Regions from separate parts of the Mus musculus genome. Here region 1 is linked to region 2. A link is a contact called in public promoter capture Hi-C data. All regions are on one chromosome and are shown on one strand. Each heading gives the region's core, a stretch centred on a gene start, on an enhancer-like site or on the middle of the called end of the contact. The rest is flanking DNA. Distances are from core to core; before and after follow the strand shown.

Region 1 (4,732 bases), core at 1,866-4,365, 720 kb before region 2:
AAAATTAATTATATTCTGGTATCATATCATTTCCAAGTCACATTCTAGCCCACAAGGTAGACAAATCTGTAATATAAATGAGGAAGCTGAGTTACCGAGATGAGGTGACCCAAATTCCTAGTCATAATGTAAACTGGAGATAGAAATTCTATCACAGTAGAGTATTAGCTGCTTATTATGAAAATGTATTACAGCAGCAAATATGCAATCAGGCTAAGCTCTACTAATTTCAGTTTTATTAAAAAGATGTATTTTTTAAAAAAGGTTTTGAAAATGATCTTAATATAAAGATTTGAAGGTGAACTTACCATGAATTTTAGAATTCATGTATATAAGCTACATCTAAAATGTCTATACTATAAATATATGTAAGTAAACCAAGTCTATTTATAATTTAAAGAATATTAGATAGTTATGATACATCATTGTGAAGAATTAGGTTTTCAAAAACGTGATGAACTTTATTCTAAGCCAAGCAGAAAGAAAAATCACTTTTGGCAGGAAATCTGCTGAGAAAGAGCTATGTATGGCCTTAAGTAGAACAAAGGCAAGAGAGAGCATCATTTCAAAACAGTGTCAGGAAGATAAAAACCCACTTACGCACTCCCATGGACACGGAATATGTGTCTACCTGGGTAGGCTCCGTGGGGAGCAAGACTGATTCAGCCAGCCTATTTTCTTCAGTTTATTTTTCATTATAACTACATGCTAGTAGCAGACATTTGGAAAGGTTCTATCACTCAGAGACAACTGATAAGGTTATATTATTCCTTCCAAACTTCTTCCCAAGGCTTCTTAAGAGAGTACAAAGTCCACCTTGGAACACATGGGCATTCTCATATTAAAATCGCTAGAGGTGTTTAAGAGATTCACATCCTGAGTGAGGGAATGTCAGCTGACCCTGAAGGAATGTGTTATCTTAGTTAAGACTAACTTCAAAGAAATTTCACTGCAAGCAGTACTAGGGCCCTCAGAGGGAGAGATTTTTTAAAAATCAGGGAATTCTCATCTCATACAATTTCTGAATTTTCAGATACTCACCAAACTAGTCCTTAATTTACTAACTTAGTAACTCGTGTTTAATAATTGATAAATACATTATGCTTTCCCTTTGTAAAACTGTGTGTTTCTGGTTCATTTACTTAGTCTATGAAAGAGACATGCATTCACATATGAGCAAGACAGAAAATTGATACAAAGGTATTAAACAAACAAAACTACCCGATTTTGAAGAAATAAAAATCATGTCTTTTTATGCTCTCTAAAATTATTTCTATTTATTTTGGAATCTTTTGGCAATGGGAGAAGAAATATATTGTTACAATGCTGACTAAAATGATTCAAAAATCATTTAAAATAAGATAATGTTGCATGTTACATCAGTCTGGGAATGACTACTCCAAAAGATAATGGTGTCCTATATAGCTGACTCTGTTACTCGAAGATTTGTTTTAAACATGACGTGAAATTCTAGATGTAAGCCATCTAGAAATGTTCAAACACAGTGGACTGCTTAAATGGTCATATTCCTTTCTACATTAAAATATGCTGTATTCCCTGTGCATCGGTTTCCCTCTGCTGGGAACGGGATAACTAACTCACCAAGCTGTGTGTTAAATGCACTGATTTACACAAACCACTTAGTCCCGGGCCTCCCACACACACTAAGCTTCTGTAGCCATATAAGTCTGTCTCCCCACCACGAGAAAGAAAAACACACACATAGATGCCAAAACTTCAGAGGCTTCCACACTCTAAAACAGTAAGCGCTGACTGAAATCTGCCTATTAGACCTCTAAACCTTAGGTTGCTCAGTTTAAATGTGACTATTAAAGAGGACAGTTTACGTTTTTCTCTTAGCGATTACCTCTCACACGTCCATCAAGGCTGCACCTTCCCAAGAGACAATCCCATGACCTTGAAGATATTCCTTACTGACAAAAAGTGCACACAGTGGGAAGCTGAACTGAGAAATGGAAAACGTATTTCAAGAAACTCTCCCTAGCAATTAGTAACAAGAAAAGCCATGGAAGAAATAAAGCCAAACAGAATGTGGTACGCTGCCCAAAGCAGCAACACTAAAAAGTTCAGTCCTGTATTCTCTTTCTATTGTTGATGATTTATCAACCAACAGTTGTTCCCGCTTCTGGAATGGGATTGTAGAAGGAAAAGAAGCTTTGTCACTTTCTGAGAAAGTTTGCGCTTTTGGTAGTGGACCGCTACTCTGGGCCACTTCTGTGTTTGATCAAGACAATCTACAAACCACGGTCCTCAGTAATGGGCAGGTGCTCTGAAGAACGAATTGCAAACGTAAGCAAGGCTCTAGAGAGCACTGCAATTTGCTTCATTCGCGTTAGAACCTGGGCGCTATCCCTAAGAACAGCAATCCCTGCCTGTCTTTAATAAGCTCAAGATGCTTTTTAATTTGCTCCCGACTCCGTCCATCAGTCCAGAAGGAGACAGCAAGGAGGCCTCCACGGCAGGGTCTCATACGTCCCTCTTTCACAGAAATGAATGGCTTTGCGGAAAAGTAAAGCGACACAAACTTGAGACACCGGGCGGCACCACCACCCCGCCCCGGTCCCCGCCACATCAGCCTCGCCAGTGTGGTGTCTCTGCATCTCTGGGTTCGTCGGCAGGTTCCTCCAACAGCCAAGAGCCTCAGGAGGCCGACCGGTGCGGGCCACCACTCACCTTGCTGGCCTCCAGCGTCCTGGAGCAGTAGGAGCAGCAGAAGGAGCAGTCGAGGCCTGGAGGAGGAGTTGCGGCCAGGAGGGAGGGGACAGCAGCCGGCGCTGGGCAGCGCGGCCCGGCCGGTGGCGGCGGGCGCGGCCGGGCCTCCGGGACCCTGGGGGCTGCGCGCGGCTCTCAGCGGCGCCCGGCTCGCCATCGCGGCGGCCGGCAATCCGCCCGCATAGTGCGCGCGCCGCGGAGCCCCGCGCGCCCGGGGCCCGCAGCACCCGGTGAGGACCGGGCGGCAGCGCAGCGCGCCTCGTCCCCTCCGCCCTGCTCCCCGCGCCCGCTTCACCGAGCTTCCCGCCCCGAGACCCCAGGCCGGAGCGCGGCGGATCGGAGGATAGCACCGGGGCCCGAGCTGGAACGCGCTCCCGCCGCGCTCGTAGACCGACCGTCTCTCGGGCGGGCCGGCCCCGCTCTCTCGCCCTCCCTCCCTCCCGCGCGCGCTGGCCACGCCTCCTCCTCATGCTGAGACCAATGAGCGGCCAGATCTGGTCCAGCTCCTTCCGTGCCGTCCAATCATCACGCCGTCTGCTCTGTCGACCTGTTAGCTCCTCTCCTAAAGCTCCACCGCCCCTCATCCGCGTCTGCCAATCGCCCTGGACCTCTGGGAGCGTCCCACCCGCCTCCCTCGATCCGGGTTCGCCCCCAAGCCGGGGCCGGGAGCGGTCCCCGCCCCGCTGAAGAGCCTGTAGTTTTTGGGACCACTGCCCAGAGAGAACCCGCCGAGACTCTCTGGTCAGTGACTTCCGGGACTTCCCCATCCCGCGCTCTCCAGCTTCCCAGAGCCTGCTTGCTCCTGGCTCCTCCCCCGTCGAACATCAGGCCACTGGAAGGGGTGGGATGGCTGGATGCTGGAAGATTTCAGCTGGGAGCTGTATTTAAGGGACTGTTTTTAAATAGCAGAGTATGTTTTTCTTAATTAAAACTGCAGTCAATTGCAGCAACATCTGCGGGTACAATTACAAATGTAGTGTTCAGTTTTTGCAAAGATAGCTTCTAGGACTTTGGAGAGGAAGTATAAAATAAGACCCGTGTTGCTGAGACTATTTAAGTCCACTATCTGTAAAATTGTGCTCAGAGAAGTCCCAGGAATTAGAGCCACTTTATAGATAATTTGCAGGTTTTGGAATGGGGAAGAAATGTCAGTACATCATGCACGTCAGAATGAAACAAGTACAAATTCAAATAATAGGCAATTTGATGGAGTTTTTGAGCAGGCAGTATGGCAGAAGAAAGAGCAGTCTTTAAAGAAGAATCCACAGAACTAGACAGTAGATTTATAAAGAGAAACCATCAGGGATATTTTTAATTAGGGACTCCCTAAAAAAAAAAAAAAAAGTATTGTACCTTTAACAAACAGGGACTTAGTAAGATAGAACAGTTTGCATAGCAAAGGAAGTAACTATAGAGCATCTGTATTACCTTTCAGTTTATGGTGGTTGATTTTTCACAGTATTGCTGCTGTGCCCTGTCCTGCTGATGACTGCCTTTAACAAGCCATAATTTCTGGCAGCTGGGTCTTCTCAACGCTAAGCAACGGATGCTGTACAGCAAACTGATACTGGCATAGGATGTCTACTACCTTGAGTGTATTAAATGTTCCCTTGACTTAACGTGTTCTCAAGTGATGGTGGGTTTATCAAATGTGACTCTTATCATAAGCTGAGAAGCACCTATACTGGGATGCAAAGCCAGAGAGATAGGCCATTGGTTAAGAGCCCTTGCTGACAATCCTTACGATCTGAGTTTGATCCTCAGAATTTACATGGTTGCTAGGAGAGAACTGGCTTCTGCAAGTCGTCCATGGTCCTCCAGATGTGCACTGTGGAACATCTCCCCTCCCACCCCCATACTAAATGAATGAATAAATAAATAAATAAATAAATAATAAAATACATGCCTTTTAAACAAAATAAATCGATATGGATATACAGCTAATAAATGAGGCTATAGAAAAGCAGGTTGTACAAATGTCAGTGTGAGAAGTATGTAG
Region 2 (4,442 bases), core at 747-3,246:
AATAATTAAAGAAAAAGAAGCCATGAACTTGAAAGAGGTTCCCAAGTTATAAGGGTAAAGGAGAAAACTGACACTTACTAGATCATTGCAAAAGAAAGATCAGCCCTCCAAAAAATAGCATTCAGTGACTGCTTTCAATTCCTTCAATATTGTATATGTATTGGGAAATAGAGGGAAATTTGTATGCCATCGTAGTCTCCAAAGATTGATTTTGTTAGTATGTACTTGAAAGACCCCAGGGCATGCAAGGCAGGAATTATTTCCATGTGGACAGAGGAGATTTGGTTTGCAGCCTTCTGTCCTCTTTGCCTAAAAGCTACTTGATCAAACAAACAAACAAAATAAAACAAAACCTACCTATATGGTATCAGTGACCTTGCAAAAACAATCAGGCAATATTTTTTTAAAAAATATATAGCACATGCAAAAAAACCCTGTAAATATACATACCATATGATCAAAACTATATACCTGAAAGATATATTAAAAGTATTTAAATATTCCTTAGTAGAGAAAATTAAGTTGTAATTTGGAGGTTGTTGCAGAAGAAATCAGCAATACGATGATAGTGAAGGTAAACCTAACGGTCGTTAGGGGACAATAACTTCTTTTTGCCCAAAATACTACTAAGAATGTGTTCACAGAATGACTGAGTAGTGAAGGTGTTTACAACTGTAAAATTGTTTGAACCATCATTTAATTTTGTAAGTATAAAAAAATACCTCTTTCGTCATTATGTTTAGAGATGAATTACTCAAATTGTTAAGAGCTAATACATGTGCATCCAGATCTTGAGACAGTCATCTCACCCCCATTCCAAAGGGGCATAAATTCCAGCATTCTTTAGTTTAATATGACCTAATCAACTAAAGCCTGGCAGGAATTAGAGAAATTGAATATCCTGACATGTCCATATTCATAGAATACAGCTCGTTAAATCAATAATGAAACAACAATTTTGAGGGCTCTTCAGCAGGTTATCTAATAGAATACATACATACATACATACATACATACATACATACATACATAATCCAGAGGCCAAAGTTGGGAAGAGCAAAGAAAGATTATAAATAGCTGACAGGTAAAACAGAGCCCACGCATGTCTGTGGGAGAGGCCAGAGCTGGTTTCACAGCTGTCTTTAGAGAAACCACTGGAGGTGGAGTGGGGAGTCATGGTGTCCTCTCTATGACAAAAGAAGAGGAAATAAATAGAAATTATAAATAAGGGAATTTAAGGTAGATGGAAAGATTTCACTGGCAGCAAAGGCTTTACTAACCCTGGAAAGGATTCCTGGGGAGGTTTTCAAATTCCCTATCTGGATGTATTTACAAGAAGAAAGATAGCCATCAGCCTTGGGTGGCTGAAGCAGAGACCTGCAGGAATTTGCTCCAAGCTGGGTCCATTTCTGTCAAACACAGTGAAGGCTGGAGACTGGAGTGGCATTGCCCCTGAGAACAACCTCACCCAGAGTAATCATTTCCTTGGAACATCAACTGTCATCTGCTCATTGGTTATAAGTGGAATGTACAATTATAATACGTTCTGGTTTTTATTTTCTTTTTTAGTCTGGTTTCCAGTGGAAAGAAAGAAGGCTTATGAAATCTCTCTGGCAAGCTGAACACTGCTTAATATACTTTCATTTTCCTTCTGCAGGCTGGTTACAGCCAAGTCCCTTAGAAAATAGAGGAGACCCAAAGTAGCAGTACATGAACCCTTCCACTGGGGAGTGGGAAGTTCTCTGTCCTCTGCTCCAGAGGGAAACTTCTATTCCTCCCCATCAGCCTTTCCTTTCTTACCACCACAAAGACTACACCAAGCTTTGTGCAGGCTGAGAATTTCACTAGCTTCAGTTCCAGCCTACAAACAGCACAGCACCGGCACTAGCACTTTGTAGCCAATCCTCTAATTGATTCTGTTTCTTTGTTTACACAGCTGCACACCTGTTTGCCTAGTCTTCGCTACAACAATTGTCTGGTTTTTATTGTGAGCTCCTGGGGCAAGGTGTACAGCCTGTTACATTTACTTTACAGGACACTACGTACACATGTGCAGGTGTGACTGTGTTTGGCAAAAAATAAAAAATAAAAAGTTCCTGGTATGAGTGGATGCTCAAAAAAAAAAAAAAAAGGATTATTGTGCAATTCATCAACGTTGTAAAGAATGAACTCTGGGTGAGGAAGAGTCTAATCCCCTGGCTCTCCTATGTGTGGTACAACAAAGCCATAATCACTGTCAGGGATCAAAGAGCAATGAACAGTGTAAGCAGGGTCCAGCCAACCACTGGGAAGGCTAATAAATCAGGTTAGAAATTGAGAATGATAAAACAAACAGGGTAGCATTTATTTAACAGTTTGCCCCAAGTGTGTCTTTCCCATCTTTGTGTGTAGGCGCCATCTTTCTGGGATTCACAGTTCACAGCACTAGCAGTCATTATCCACTATCACATGGGGATGTTGCATTTCATGTGCCCCAATGAAGACAATACGTTCATAGCATCCTGGATGTCCTATTTCTTTGGTTATTTTTACCATAATTAGTATTTTTACCTTCCCACCAATTCCTGTTAAAAAAAAAAAAACTACCCTCCAATCTCCCCCTTTTATCTATCGGTCATCCTCACTGACCCAAAAAGACAGAGATGAGTCGATCTACACTGCCTGTTGGTTTAAAAATTCCATTTTCTCCTTAGGGATCTTCAAAGTTGTGTTTTTCCAAAGGACAAAAATGACTAATAGAAACCTATCCCTCAGGATAAGCACAAGAAATGACATTTTACATAATCTAAGAAATATTTTCTAGGCACTAGCTATGAAACAAATCACAGCTTCTGTCTTTAAAATGCAGAGTATCAAAGGCTAGCGAGATGATTCTTTGATAAAAGTATGTTCTGCCCTTCCAAAGCATCAGGGTCCAGCTTCCAGCTCCCGCTTTGGGAGTTCACAACCACCTATAACTCCAGTGTTAGGAATAACTAACACTCACACACATAACCCATACATAGTAGACACACATGGATAGATACATACTCATGCATACACATACACATATTTATGCACGTACACATATCTGTAATGTATAAACACAGACACACACATGTGTTTGTACACATGTGCACACACATGCATAGATATTTATATATACATATTCATAATTAAAGTATTTAAAAAGTAAATCTTAAAAGGTATGTACATGCTTTAAGATCTTAAAAATATTTTAAATGATCTTAAATGTAAGAATGCTGCTATATTGTAGGAGTGTAATGAAGACTGAATCATACATATTTAAAGTATATTTATTGGACACAAGATATCCTAATAAATAGTAGCTCTTATTAGTATTGCTTAGTACAATTTCATTTATTACTAATTTTTAGGAAAAATTAGATTATTGTCAATTTGGTTTAATTGTCGAGGGGAAGAAAGAATTATCACATTCAAAAAGGAAGAAACAAAAAAACTATTGTCAAGAATACTGAAGTCAGGATGACCACACAAACTTGGACCTCAACCATGCTTTGATGTCTGGAGTCTGGTTCTCATCCTGTTCTTCCTAGGATGTTTCAAAGTCTTGATCACGTCCCAAGATCACAGAAAATATTTTTCTCTCCTTCATGCTTCTTCCAACCCTGGTCTTATTCATGGTTATTTCACAGAACAAGTAACAAGATAAACTTGACGTTTTTCACATATGTTTTGAAGGCACAAGGATCAATTAGACAGGAATATGCCAACCTTTAACTTTGAAAACAAATTGCTTAGTAGGAAAAAATATTATTGTAGGAAAAAAATATCATACTTAAGGAGCTGATTACCAGATCAATTCTTGCCTTAGCTGGTCATAATGTAAGTAATGAGATGATATCAATGCAAAAGTAATGCAACACAACTACCTCAAGCAAAAAAAAAAATCTACGTAGTTTTTATATTTTGGTTCAGCTTAATGTCTGTTCTATACTGCCAAATGTCTAGAGCAGTAAAAGAAGACTTCATACGTGGTTCTCCTTGGCTATTTACAATTGAAAACATATAATATTTGTTTTTCCATCTGTTACTGGATGGCCTCTGGCTTATCTGAGCCATCATTATACTCTACTATTATAGCCTACTTGAAGATTCATACCATTGTTTGCCTTACTGAAAAAGAAAGCAAGTACCTTCCTTATCTCCTCAGTAAAGATGAGATGCTCGTGGGAAATAATATATGGCAAGGATGATTGACAGCTGCACCTACGGTAAAAAATCTGAGAGACTATCAGACATCACCTCTTGAACTGTTGTGAGGGCCAATTTTAAATCCCAACCACATAAGCTTCTCTCTTCTAACCTTCTAAAGTAAAGTCCCATTTCTCAAGTATATCCACCTTTTGTGTAGTTGATTCCACATTCCTCTTGTCCTCATTCCAAATTAATACAACCCAAACATTTCATATAAACCTTAG

The links. Promoter capture Hi-C pulls out the DNA fragments that hold promoters and counts their contacts.
Region 1: a promoter capture Hi-C map of cranial neural crest shows a contact between it and region 2. The contact joins the promoter of 4930461C15Rik here to the enhancer-like site in region 2. A contact is called at or near these places in 5 of 39 promoter capture datasets (the 3T3-L1 cell line, the C10 cell line, cranial neural crest and 2 more) and 2 of 115 datasets of contacts at active chromatin or transcription factors (embryonic forebrain and stem cell-derived neural progenitor cells).

Annotation. Positions count from the first base shown.
Region 1 is chr16:58,406,914-58,411,645 of GRCm38.p6, reverse strand. It overlaps 4930461C15Rik (a long non-coding RNA gene), which reads left to right and starts at 3,115. Exons shown (of 4, transcript XR_384912.2): 1 at 3,115-3,474. It overlaps Dcbld2 (discoidin, CUB and LCCL domain containing 2), which reads right to left and starts at 3,111. Exons shown (of 16, transcript NM_028523.3): 1 at 2,695-3,111. The coding sequence starts at 2,890.
Region 2 is chr16:57,683,770-57,688,211 of GRCm38.p6, reverse strand. All of the region lies in intron 1 of Col8a1 (collagen, type VIII, alpha 1), which reads left to right. Among named protein-coding and RNA genes, the nearest start is that of Col8a1, 69 kb to the left of the region's middle. Within about 2 kb of position 1,996, at least 36 of the 459 cell types and tissues checked have an H3K27ac peak or open chromatin away from gene starts, as enhancers often do.